2 separate regions of the Lactuca sativa genome follow, and region 1 is linked to region 2. A link is a contact called in public Hi-C data. All regions are on one chromosome and are shown on one strand. The core of a region is the stretch at or near the end of the contact, and the rest is flanking DNA. Distances in the headings are between cores, read along the strand shown. Region 1 holds the start of LOC111891863 (protease Do-like 9). Region 2 holds the start of LOC111891854 (xyloglucan glycosyltransferase 4).

The links. Hi-C and Micro-C count contacts between places; a contact is called where the count stands out from the background.
Region 1: a contact with region 2 is called in a Hi-C map of leaf, with 4 times the contacts expected there. The contact joins the promoter of LOC111891863 here to the promoter of LOC111891854 in region 2. A contact is called at or near these places in 2 of 4 Hi-C or Micro-C datasets (both in leaf).

Annotation. Positions count from the first base shown.
Region 1 is chr4:401,555,138-401,562,451 of Lsat_Salinas_v11, reverse strand. It overlaps LOC111891863 (protease Do-like 9), which reads right to left and starts at 2,683. Exons shown (of 9, transcript XM_023887922.2): 1 at 1,992-2,683; 2 at 1,597-1,796; 3 at 1,332-1,512; 4 at 1,061-1,252; 5 at 411-643; 6 at 223-324; 7 at 85-135. The coding sequence starts at 2,541.
Region 2 is chr4:401,230,962-401,237,801 of Lsat_Salinas_v11, reverse strand. LOC111891854 (xyloglucan glycosyltransferase 4) reads left to right here and starts at 4,256. Exons shown (of 4, transcript XM_023887917.3): 1 at 4,256-5,307; 2 at 5,420-5,728; 3 at 6,192-6,596. The coding sequence starts at 4,669.

The DNA.
Region 1 (7,314 bases), core at 1,434-3,933, 330 kb before region 2:
GAAAGACAATGACAAATTAACAATATATGAAAATTATGATTATAATCATTTGTAATAATTCCTTGGTTGTTTTTTTCTGTTTACCTGAGTATTTACTATTTCTTCATACCCAATATTGATATCAGCCACAAGCACCTGAAACAGAAGAAAAAAACTTTAATATTTGATATGATCAATGGGAGAATGAAAATTTATAAATAAATAAATTATTAAAAAAAAAACCTGGGAAACTACAATAAGTTGCTCATCAATAGATTGTGCCATGGCATGAAGATGTTTGTCCAGTAGTTTCACCGGAGCATCAAAATCATAATCTTTTCCATACTAAATCCCAAAAAATATTTAAAAAAAAAAAAAAAAAAACATTATAAAGGAAATTAAAAAATAAATAAATAAATAAAAGCACGTACCTCAGAGCGCAAATATGGGACAGATACAGCAGTGAAGACAAATCCTGCAATGATGTAATAGGAGGGGGGTTGGCCTCCAATGTGTGCAGGTATAAGTCTCTTGTGAGTTGCAAGTTTTATGTTGAATTCATGTATTTTTGATTTTCTAAGGATTTTAACAAGAGCTTTATCCCCTGTATATTTTTGTGAAACAAGGTAACTGAAACCGATACGCTCTCCATGCCTGAAGGGAACTGAAAACAATCAAAATGGAAAGCTCAGTAAGTGTTTATAGAAAAGGGAGGGGTAAAATGGTCATTTTTACATGGGCTTTACATGTTTGTTTGTGATCTAAGTGTAACTCAGGGACTGAAAGCGTTATGAAACGGTAAATAAGGACGAAATATGCAAAAAGATTCTTTTTTGGACCATACTGGAAAAATGATATAACATAGTATAGAATCTTTATCTTAAAAAAAATAAATCTTGTAATTTTGTTCAGAATAATAACAAATATATTAATAATTGTACCACATGTGCAGCCTGTAGCAGAAAGTCATAAACCAGCAAACAGTAAAAATATTTAAAGTGGAAAAGTTTTCAAAGGCTATTAATCATGATAAAGGATGATGAGGGCATTCATGTCTTTTGCATAGAGAAGACAAACATACCTGTTCCATCATTAGCAACATTAACCCCATCAAAGCTAAGGATTATATCAGAAGGATTCAAGACATTAGATTCTGGAGCTGTTGGTTCAATTCTTTTGATTCGAACACCTTTATGTTCATTGCCCATTCCCATTGACATCCTTAGATCTGGATTCTCCATCTTTTGCCACTCAACTCCAAGAATCGGGAACCCTAATCAATTCAAGATTTCAAAACTCTAAGTTCATGAAAAAACAAGATGAAATAAGTAGGTGAAAGTGATGGGAATCACCTGTGTATTCACCATTCTTCTCATAGTCTTGAATAAAATGCATGATAACTGGGGTTGGTATGACATAACCAATATTCTCTGCATCTTCATGTTTAAGAGACTGAAATGCAATACCAACACACTCTCCTTTGTCATTAAAGGCAGGGCCACCAGAATTCCCAGAGTTTATTGCAGCATCAATCTGCAAAATAATCAATAATCAGAAAAACAATACAGAGCAATGATAAATGAAATGTGAAGGGAGAGTGTGTATCAAGATTTCTACTTGCAAACCAAGAAGTTCGGTTGATCCATGAACATAAGATAATATCTCTATGCGAGAGACAACTCCACTGGTAACTGAGATTGTATCTCCTCCAATAGGATAGCCAACAACAGTCACAGCATCTTGTAATGCAGGCAAATCTCCGAACTCCAATGGTGAAATTCCTTCCCAGAATTCATCATCGTTCACAGTCAACATTGCTGCAAACCATGTAAAATTTTTTAGTTTAAGACAAACTATGCAAATAGATAGGTTAAAATAAACTTCATGGCTGATGATAAGCGAAGTGATAGCTACATTTCAAATATAAAATTGATGGTTTGTCGCATGTTTCTATTTATAATAGCAAAATAATAACCAAGGATTACGCATCAATGAATAAAATATGCACCGACCTATATCGCATTCAGTTCCGATGGCAAGCACGGTGGCCAAATACTTAGTATCGGAGCCACGTTTCTTAACTTTGACCTGAGTATGATGCTCTACGGAATGCGCATTTGTCAAAACTCTCCTTCCTCCGATGATAAATCCACTACTACTGGAACTATACTGCCTCTTCCGTTGCCATGGTAACGAGAAATTCGGTTCTGTATGAACGCAAAACACCTTAACCACCGCATCCATCGACGGAACAACCTTCCCGACGCTCTCCCATTGCGGAGGACCGTCCGCAACAGTCGTAAGGATGTCGCAATCACCGTTGTGGTCGCTATGTCTAGACGCTCTTCGTTCAGGAGACACAACAATGGCGACGTCATCAGCTTTTTCTTTTCCAGTCTTCCTACGACGTTTGGAACCACGGCGGTCGGATTTGGTAGTATCAGCAGCAGCGTTTAAGGAAGCTACGACCTCTTCCGCAACGGCGGTGTTTGAGTTAGGGTTTGCTTCTGCGTCCACTGCATTTTTAGGTTTCCGACCACGTTTTCTCACTGCTTTATCCATACTTAGCGTTTAATTTTCCGATCAATGGCGAGTACGTAACATACCGGCGCCTTTAGAGGTCTGGGAATGGCGGAGAAGGATTGGATTTTGATAATTTCCGGCAGGGACAAGACGAAGAGATGACGGAATGGGTTTGGGCTTCATACGTAACGTAAGCTCTATATTTATGAATTGGGTTAGACTCTTAACAGCCCACGTAACGAGCCCAACTGGTTTGATCCAGACCGGTTTTGTGACTTTGTCAGGTTCAAAACCACTACTGAACCGGGTTTTGATTATTTTCAAATTTTATAACAACATTATATTCGTTCGACTTTTAGTTTCATTATATTTTGAATTTTGACGATAACGATCTTATACCATCTTTATGCACATTCTCATTACTTGAGAAAATAATGTATTATATCTAGTATACATGTTAGTCACTAAATTGTTTTTTTACACCACTCAACTTTTTTCGAAAAGTATAATTTTTATCAAATATCATTGGTTATGTCAGTTACTTTGTTTATTTGGAAAAAAAACGATTAAATATTAATGATGTGGATATTACATGTATAAAATTAATGACTTGAGAGGCAATGTATTATACATTATGTATATATTAATCACTAAGCTATTTTTATGTACGGTTTACCTACCAATAACTTTCTTTAGATCTTCAAACACTATCGTTACACAATGTATTGTAGATAAATGTTGATTCGGCATCTACATAGATCACAAGGATCTAATATGCAATTGTAGGCTTATCTTTAAAGTGTAGGCCATGTAACTCAAATATGAACAAGGTTCCAACAATTTCATCTTTTTTTGCGTTTTCCAACTCGAATACGAAGGGGAAAACTGAAATTCCATGCAATTGTTGTCTATCATCTCAAATTAGAACATTTTGTATTAAAGATATATAACGAGGAAGGTTTCGGTGTGCCTTAATTCTATGATAAGTGGTTTTACATTCGATTTTAACTTATCCTCTTGAACTTTAAGTAAATAAACCATATCACATTAGTAGTTTTCAGGGTCTTTTTTCTTTTGCATTGTGCCTCAAACTTGTTTGCACCAATCATGCGTTGAAATTTATGGAACAAGGGATGCATGTTAGTCAACTTACATGTTGAATTTAAGCCCACTGTCATATATTAGATCCACCTCAACCATGTCGATAACAAATTAGTGTTTACCTATAATAGCTTGTTGTAACGGTAATCTTTTAACAACTGAATATAGTTTAATAGTAATCATGTATTAAAAATAATTTAGTGGCTATGTAACATCATGAACTACAGTTACAATTTTTATTGATTATATATTAAATTTTAGCTGGGTGACTCGACGAGTTGGAGGTCCAGACTCGTCGAGTAGAGGCTGAGTTGGTCGCGTGAGTTTTATGACCAACTCGACAAGTTGAGAGACCAACTCATCGAGTTAGAGCTGTTTGAGGAAACCCTAGTTAAAGGACTCTAAGCCTCCACCCCGACTCCCTCATCACTCTCCATATCCAAAGAACAAACCCTAGTAAGCTAAACCCTATCTTGAGTGTGTGAGGCTTAAGATGCTTATTTTGGTGGGATTCTTGAAGAGGCTTGAGGATTCAGGAGCTTGGATCAAGGGGGAGGCTAAGAATCTGTTATCTACTTCTTTTTGGCATCCTATTTCAGGTAACAAGTCGTTACCTTGATCACTCTAACATTAGATCCCCTTATTTGTGAGTTATGGCTTTTCTAGCTTCTTTTTTAGTCATTTATGATTTTGAGAATGATATGGAGATGAGACTTCGAATCTGGACAATAAGAGGTCCCTTGGACCAAGAGACACAAGCTTTATCAAGCTTAGGACAACCTACATGAGCTAATGTCCTTGTAAAGCCGTGTTTTGATGAGTTTAGCCCTTCTAGACCTGCATGGATGTAAAGCTTGCAACTTTATGTGGTATCTCAGCTTTGGGAGGCTAGATTTAAAGTTTGGAGTGGTGTTTCTACCTTAAAATGTTTGAATGAGAAAACAGAATTAAGGGACTCGACAAGTCGATAAGCCGACTCAGTTTCCCCGATGAGTCTGGACATGGGTAACTCGGCGAGTTGATGAGACAACTCGACGAGTTAAGTTGGGTTTTCGCGAAAATTTTGAAGGATCGATGGGGATTCGGCGAGTCAAGTCAACATGGACTGTTGACTCGAGTGTTGACTTATGTTGACTTTAGGGTTTGGTCAAGATAGGGATTATGGGGACCATGGAGTGTTAAAATGGTCTTTTACCCATCCCAATAATTGAGAGAGAAAATAACTTAGTTTATTTAGATTCATGATTAAGTGTTAATTAGAGATAATTATCCTATGTGTTAGGTGAAGGCTATTTCGGAGATTCGTGTACGAGGTTTATTGCTTGCTTACTTTCGAGGTGAGTCTGCTCACTATACTTTACCTAGAGTGGTAACCTTTGTGTGACCAGAGGGTCTTATGTGCTTATATTGAGTATTGCCATATCCTGCATTATGTCTTTGTGATTTATGTTGTGTATTATTTTGAGCTTACTGAGTTAGGACTGGAGGGTCCACCTAAGTTGTGGGACCAAGGGGTCCAACTGAGACACATTGATCGGAGGGTCTTATCTGAGTATAGCCATGAGAGGCTAATGAGATATGTGTGGTATTTTGGAGAAGTCGCTAAACTTCGTGCTTACCGTTTTATGTGATATGTGTTTCAGGTTCTTCTCAAGATCATGGGAAGGCGTCAGCTTGATTGTACACACCAGAGAAAAAGTTATGTTTTGAGGATCCTAAATAATTAACCAAATAATTATGGAGTTCCGTTTTGTTAATTAAATAATTGGGATTTTGTGAAATGTGTTATGAGAATTATGTGATTTTAAAAATGAAATTTTTGTTTGAAAATTTACAGTGTTACAAGTTGGTATCAGAGCTTTGGTTTAAAGGATTCGGATGTACCTTCGGGTGTGTCTGGACTCAAACTGACGATTTGAGAAAAAATTTCAAAATACCCTTACTTATTTGTGTTATGAGTTATTCTTGAGATATCAGTGATGCATGCTAGAGGATAAGCTAGGTAGTACATAATTTAGGGCTAGAGTTGCCTGATTTGTGATGTTTTAGCCTAATGTGCCTTGAGTATGTGCAGAGTAAGAGTATCCAATGGGAATCTTTTAGAGAGAGCTTTGAGTAAAGGAGTAATCTAGGGGGATACCTAGATGAGCATTTGAGGAACCTACTAAGAGAGTAGTTAGATACCCACGAGAGGTAGGGTTGCTTGAGTTTGGTGATACCTTTTATGTGTGAATAGAGCAAGTGTAGTTGTAACCTAGAGTGGTTTTACGTGTTGGTGGAGATTATTCGATGCCCGAATGTTGCTTGCTTTGTGATTTGTGCTTTGTGATTTGTGGAACTCTTCATGATGGGAGTCGGCTACTAAGTGAATATGACGATATTCAGGAGGTAGGTGGTTGGCATCATAAGGAGTTCCTCAGCATCTGATGACAGAGAAGTGTGAGGACCTAGGAAGAGCCTAGGGAGTGAACTTAGTCAAATGAGTACGCTGATAGAGGAGAGTATTCGCTGGAGAGCGAACATGCGTGACGGGATTGGTGATCGAGAAGGTTGAGAAGCTACTTAGGAATTCTGGGATGATCTATGTGGAAAGTATGGGTAGATGTGGCAGGTAGTATGGGCTCGTACTACTGAAAGAAGAGGACCCATACTTGAAACAAGGAAAATTCCAGAGGTTATAAGTAGCAAACTAAGAGGAGATAACATAGTTTGAGTACCATGATTAGTATCAGATTGAGAGGAGATAACATGGTTCGAGTACCATGATTGGTAGTCGTTAGTGCTTTTATCCTTACCAGTGGTCTCGTTGTGGTTGTTCGGACTGAGAACTTATGTGATAGGGTGTGGGGCCAGAGGTCCATGTTGGATGAGCTTCAATGGAACGTACCTTGAGAGCGATATTGAGTTAGGTTCCGAGAGATTTTATTGGTGAGATGCCAGTTGGAGTCACAAGACTCATGGATGATTAGAGATGACGTTTCGTGGAGGATTGCGATTTGAGATGGGCAATCAGTTGATAGCGGAGATATCACTTTCTATGACAAGAGTTGCACTATTCCCGTTTCCTGTGAGAAGCAAAAGAGATAACGAGCTTCCGGTTTCCAAGTTTGGAGGTAAACCCCGTGGGGTAGCATATGGTTGCGACCTTTTCACCAGAATATTTGGGCAGTATGTCTGCCGCGAGGTATCTCTTTTACATGAGAGAGTCATCAGCAAGGACTGAGATGGATGAGGACAGGGGGGATACCCTCGTTGAAAGCAGTAAGGTGTAATTAGTAGCAGTTTCGAGTTATCAGTAGGAATATATCGGGGCGGTGGCCCTCGTGGTTTACATCGGACATCGACTATGAGAGTGAGATCTCTTGCTTCTATGATGATCCAAGCGATGGAATGTTGGTTGAAGGATCAAGGATGAGATGTGTCATAGTGCATTACTGTCATACAGAGGGTCACGTCTACTTTGGAACAATTGAGATGTTTGGTAGTGGGTCGGTATGGGATTTTGGTGACTAGGGGCAGTCACGTTGGAAAGTTTCTAGGGATTTCATCTGAGATTTGGGATATATAGAATTTGCATGGTCTTTAATGGAAGATCATCGAGTGTTATGTGGTACATTTCAAGAGTAAGTGTGTTGTACCTAGTGAAACAGTATGTGGTGTAGTATGTTGGTATGCCAATTGGCGATAGTTCGAACCCTAGGTGGGAGAGAA
Region 2 (6,840 bases), core at 3,007-5,506:
CGTTCTTCTACTCCAGAGAGAGCTTGTGAGACCATTTTGAGATTAGAAAGGGTGTTAGTGGCCATTTTTAGTGTCATTCAAGAAGGAGAAGTTGTCAAGGAAGCTTGGAGTGACATTGGGCTTCTAGAATCTGCATCTAGTTCACCTTGTGGAGCTTTTGGAGGTATAAAGCTTGGACCTTTCCACCTTAATCATTAGATTTAGCAAGGGTTTTCTAGTTTTGTTCCCTTTATTGGTTTTGGATCTCCTCTTGTGAGTTGGGCAACTCCATAGGATGGAAATGTTAGATCTGAGGTCCCTTGGTCCATTTATAGCATAAAAATTAAGTTTTGGTGGGTGTTTTGACCTCATGCATGGGTTAATACCCTTAAAAATGTCTTAATGGGAGTGTTGGGAACATATGAGACATGCAAAGTCATAAAGTTGCCAATTTATGCCCTATGTCGTCTTAATAAGCTTAGATATGACTTTTAGACGTGAGAGAATCGAGTATTAAGCACTTAATGGAGAAAGTGCTTAATCTGTTAGTACACTGGCGTAACCTGGCGTACGCAGCGTGTAAGGCCCATGCTGTTTAATGAAACCCTAATTTCCTGGGTTTGGGACCTATTTAAAGGCCCTTAGGGTCGTCATTTGCAGCTACCAAACCCCAGAGAGAAACCCTAAAAGAGCTAGAGCGGTTGTGAGAGGAAAGGAGCCATTTCTTGATCTTTGTGGTTGATTCTTGCAAGAAGGAGGTGGCGCATCTGTGGATTTCAAGTAAAAGACTTCATCTTTGAGGTACTATATCGCCCCTTTATCTGTTTTGTTGAAGGAATCCATAGATGTAGAGTTTTCATGTCCTTTAATGAAAGAAATTGTGAGAATATGGCCCTTATTCCCTTTGAGACTTCGGATCTGGACCCATAGTGGTCTAAAGAGCTTATCTCAGCTTGCTTTATGTTGAGCTATGGAGGTGTTGAGCTTAGGATGTTATTTTTGGGGCTAAATCACCAAGTGAAACCTCCTAGATGTCCCATGAGTGTCAAGATTCGAGCTTTACATGTTTATCAGGCTTGGGAAGGTCAGATATATGGATCAAAGGAATAGATCTGACCTCAAGAGGTCAATTGAGTTTGTGCATGGCATGAACTCGTCGAGTCCAAGGGCAGACTCGGCGAGTAGGGTTAGGGTTTCCCGTAAATCACTCAGTGAGTAGACTTGCCGAGTTGGTGGAATAACTCAGTGAGTCAGAGAGAGATTAGAGGACTGGAGTTTAAGGCGGAACTCGCCGAGTTGATCTTGAGACTCGGCGAGTTGAGTCGGGGTGGCCCCGTGATTCATGCCAGGTGTGACTCATCGAGCAAGGGGAGGGACTCGATGTGCCAAACGAAACTAGAGAGTTAGTGGACACGTGTAGACTCGCCAAGTCGCCCAAGTGCACTCGACGAGTCGGGTCAAAGTTTGACCGTTGACTTTTGTTGACTTTTACGGTTTGGTCAACAATGAGGGCCTTTGAGCCAAAAGAGGGGTAAAATGGTCTTTTACCCTTCTGAGGGTGCCAAGAGAGGGTTGAGTCTAGTCCCGAGAGTTATATTTATGAGAGTATTTACTTTATATGATTAGGCGGAGGCTAGATCGTATTTCTATCGAGTCAGAGATTTACCGAGACATCTGAGGTGAGTCTTCTCACTATACTTTACCTTGAGTGGTAATTAGAGTTATGTGACAGAGTTATTGTATGCTATTTATGTGATGTGTTGCACTGTATTATTTCTATGTGATTTATGTCATGTGTATATCAAAGTATATCAGAGTTAGAACCGGAAGGTTCACAGAGCTAGGACCAGAGGGTCCACAGAGTTAGGGCCCTAAGGGCCCACAAAGTTATAGCCTCGAGTGGCTAGTATGTGTTATATATGGTATTTTGGGGAACTCACTAAGCTTTATGCTTACAGTGTTATGTGTTATGTGTTTCAGGTACCAGTGATGATCGCGGGAAGGTGCCGGCATGATTCGTACACACGCATAGGATTTTATGTATTTTGATCTTGGGGAATGTTTTGTGAAACGAAGATATGATACAATGAGATTTTGATAATAAATGTGTTTTAAAATGCGAAAAATTGTCTTAAATTTTACGGTGTTATAATAGGGTTGAACGTAAAACTTCGAACAATCAGAACTTCTTCATACGAAGTCAGATTTAAGCGTTCCATATATCTATGAAAATTGTATTAACGTCTACTACATGTTTATTATGATTATTTTGGCGAAAAATAATATATTTCTACTTCGAATTTTATAAAAAAACGGTTTATATTGAATTCCACTATAGATTGAAAAATGGGGTATTGCACCCGTCGAGTTCAACGGTGGACGGTGGACAGAAGAGAGTCCCATCAACATGACCTAATAGGTTTTGATAGGATGGTAAAGGCCGAATCTGATTTTTCCAAATGAGGTAATTGGATGAGGTGAGTTTGATGGTGAGAAAGTGGAGAATGATGTTAAGGGGAAGATCAGTGGAGGACGATGCCATGGCGAATAAGAGAAAAGACTTTGTCGAAGGAAAAAAGAAGAAGGGGGTTCGGCTAGGGTTTGGTGATCCTGACTGATACCATATGAGAAGTAATTTCCTTGATTATTCTCATTAAACATCAAAACATATATATGATATAGAAAGTACAACAACTATCCTAAGAGAAATGAATTTCAAATAATACAAGATATATTCCTATCTTTTGTCATATTTATCGATAATATGATACCATGTAAGGTATATGTGGAGTCTGATATTAATTCTACAAAAGAGTCATTTTAGATAGAAAATCTTTGACTCCATATATATCTTACACTTTTGAAAACATGTATCATTCCGAAAACAATGTTGTTAAGTAAATGACTGAGCAGTAAATAGATTTCAACAACAACCGAAATTCCTCCACCAAAGTTTGAGAATCCTAGTGGATCATAACGAATGATAGAAGTAAAAAATGCAAAAGGGAGTACAAATATAATAAAATAATAAAATAATAGTTTTGTTATACAGATATTCCACTAAATTAACCTAATAATTTAAATATCTATTCACAACTTTGAGATATTTTTAGGGTTTCATGCCGGATAAAAGTACACCACACTAGCAATTTGGTCATGTAGATATACTACCAAATTGATCTAACATGTTAGATTATCTATGTATAACTTGAGATACGTGAAAATGATATATTATAAAATATGTTTAAGATTTCATATATTTTTCATAGTTCCACGGTATAACATATGGATAAAAATATAATAATCTAGTTGTTTGGAAGATATACTACCACATTGATCCAACATCTTAAATAATCTATGTGTAACTTAAAAAAAGAGTGAAAATGACATATTGTGAAATGTGTTATATGGTTTGGGATTTGAAAGGATCCAAGATGCAAAATATAGGTAAAGAGATTGTAAACTATCATTTTGGTTATGTAGATATAATAGTTTGTGTAACAATGTATTGTAATAGAATTTAAGGATGGTTTGTAGAAGATGCTTTGTGTTGAGAAGTTTGAGAGAGGTTCAATAATGGGTTGAGAGAGATGTGCATAAATGTTTGCCAAAAATCGGGAATGAGAAATGAATTTCAATAGAGTTTTAGTAACGGTCCACAATATATATTTTTTGGAAACGACAAATGATTAATCGGAAGCCTACTCGCATATTTCAACGAGCATCCCGAAAAATCGGGAATGAGAAATGAATTTCAATAGAGTTTTAGTAACGGTCCACAATATATATTTTTTGGAAACGACAAATGATTAATCAGAAGCCTACTCGCATATTTCAACGAGCATCCCGGGTTCGAACTTCTTTACAGGGCAAACCCAACCCCCATAGGGATTTCCAAAGAAAATAATGAAACCTCTTAATAAATATTGAAAATGGTCCGATGAGAAAATGGTCGAATCCTCTTAGTAAATATTGAAAATGGTCCAAAAAGCAAAGGCAAATATTCTTTGTGTAACATGTATTATTTTTGTTTATTTATAACATGTCATTGTAATGGTAAAAACATAATAAAAATAAAAATGACTATGATGTAAAATAGACATACTATATATGTTTTATTTCCAAGATTACAAGTAATCAATCCCGAAAACTAATAATAACCATGATAATATTCCATAAAATTCAAAGAACTCAATTAAAATATAATAAAATAATATATTAGTACTATTTATTACGATCTGTGCTATAAATTGCATCCATAGATTTACATATATTGTGTCATAGCACATGATTGAGACCGAGATAGAGTTGACCAAACCCTCATACTATCTTCCTCACTCGTCTATCGAAAAAAATTAAACAAATCCTTCCACATTTAAATTTGCAGGCCTCTAATCGCCTCCTTGAACCTTCCATTTACATACTACAAAGTACAATCTCTCTTTTTCTCTCTCTAAGATTTTTGTATTTTGACTAATCAACTTCTGCATCCTTCTATCTTTCTGTACATTCGTCTTTAAGCTTTCAAGATCCAGATTTCACCGATTCTTTTTCTTTCGTCAGATAAGCTTCTATGATGTCTTAATCTTTGTACCTCTGCAAACCCTTTTGATCTTTCTTTGATTCTTGATCTTTTGTCTGCAAAATCGCAAAATCCCATCTGGGATTTGTGGATTTAGCTTCAAGAAAATGGCACCAAGTTCTGTGGTAGTCACAATAGACAAACCAAGCAACATCTCGTTAGTAGAAGTCGATGATTCAGAAACATCTGTGTTTCTTGAGAAGCAAAAAACAGCAAGCACGAAACAGTTTTCATGGCTGCTTTTACTCAAAGCTCAAAGAATCCTCTCTTTCTTTCCATGGTTAGCAATGGGGGTTTCCAAGACCTTTGTTTCTGTTAAAAAGCGCATTGCTTTATCAGATTCAAGCAAAGATGAAGTCAAATATAAAGAGAGGATTATGTACAAATTCATAAGAGTATTTCTTGCTATTTCTATTGTCGCTTTGGTTGTTGAAATCATTGCTTATTTACAAAATTGGGATTTGAAACTTATACCATCGGAAGCTATGGGACTTGTACACTTGTCTTACATGGGTTGGATTTCATTCAGAGCTGATTATCTTGCTCCATCCATCACGATGTTGTCTCAATTCTGCGTTTTGCTTTTCATGATTCAATCGCTCGATAGATTCATACTTGGGATTGGTTGTTTTTGGATCAAATTGAAGAAAATCAAGCCGGTGATTGATGATCAATCTTACGACATTGAAGATCCTTCGTCTTTCCCCATGGTTCTCGTTCAGATCCCCATGTGCAATGAAAGAGAGGTACCATTTTACCAAATAATTTTGAGGTTTTCCAGTCAAATCTAAGAAAAACCCATGTTTTTTTTTTATCGATCTTTTTGCTGATTAATTTTGTGGGTTTCGTGTAATGAAGGTGTATCAACAATCAATCGCATCTGCTTGCCAATTGGATTGGCCAAAAGACAGGATTTTGATTCAAGTTTTGGACGATTCAAGCGATGAACTTTTACAGATTTTGATAAGAAACGAAGTGAATTCATGGAAAGAGAAAGGAGTAAACATCATCTACAGACACAGATTCGTTAGAACAGGATACAAAGCTGGAAATCTTCATTCAGCGATGTCTTGTGATTATGTCAAAAACTATGAATTTGTTGCCATTTTAGATGCAGATTTTCAACCTAATCCTGATTTCCTTATACTGACAGTTCCGCATTTTAAGGTAACAAACCTACATGACTATCTCTCACCAATAATTGATCATGGGTATCCACACTTTCCATATTTAGCAACTTTTACTTTTTTGTTTTTCCTTTTTTGATGATTAACCCACACATTTAAAGATTTATTTTATTTTATTTTTCTAGTCTTCTTTGAGTCTAGGGAAAAAACCTAATGCACCATGTGATCATGGTGTTCATTTGTTCTTTCTTGATTCAAATGAACTCCATAACAACCATATTGTTTCCAAAAAGTGGTTATAACATTTATCTCTTTATAATAACATCCTACTCTCCTTTCTTTCTATTACAACATTATACTTTTCATCATTCTTTTCTTATCAAGACATTGTGCTTTGAAATATCTACCAAATGTACATTGTAACATGAAGAAATGAAAGATAAGACACTATAATGAATACGTTGCTATTTGTTACATTATCTAATTTTTTTGTGTAATTTTAGGGGAAACCGGATTTGGCTCTTGTTCAAGCAAGGTGGTCATTTGTAAACAAAGATGAAAACTTACTCACAAGGCTACAAAACATCAATTTGTGTTTCCATTTTGAAGTTGAACAACAAGTGAATGGACACTTTCTCAATTTCTTTGGGTTCAATGGAACAGCGGGTGTTTGGAGGATTAAAGCTTTGGAAGAATCGGGTGGATGGCTTGAAAGAACAACGGTTGAAGATATGGATATTGCTGTTAGAGCACATTTGAATGGATGGAAGTTTATTTATCTTAATGATGTTAAAGTTCTTTGTGAATTGCCTGAGTCTTATGAAGCTTATAAGAAACAACAACATCGATGGCATTCGGGTCCTATGCAACTTTTTCGTCTTTGCCTTCCTGCTATCCTTTCTTCCAAGGTTCATTTACAAATTCATTCTAATCTTTATTCGGACTTCTTCTTTTTTTTTTTATCACTTCTTCATATTACAAGTTTACAACGTTGTAACTATTATAAAAGAATTACCACATCATTGCAGTTTCATCGAAATTGAAAAAAATATATATAAGTTGCAAATATCCGGTTTTAGTGAACCTAAAATCCGCATATTTTCTATCAAACTTAAGGGCTTTTATGTCATTATCTCGCTATAATTAGGTAGA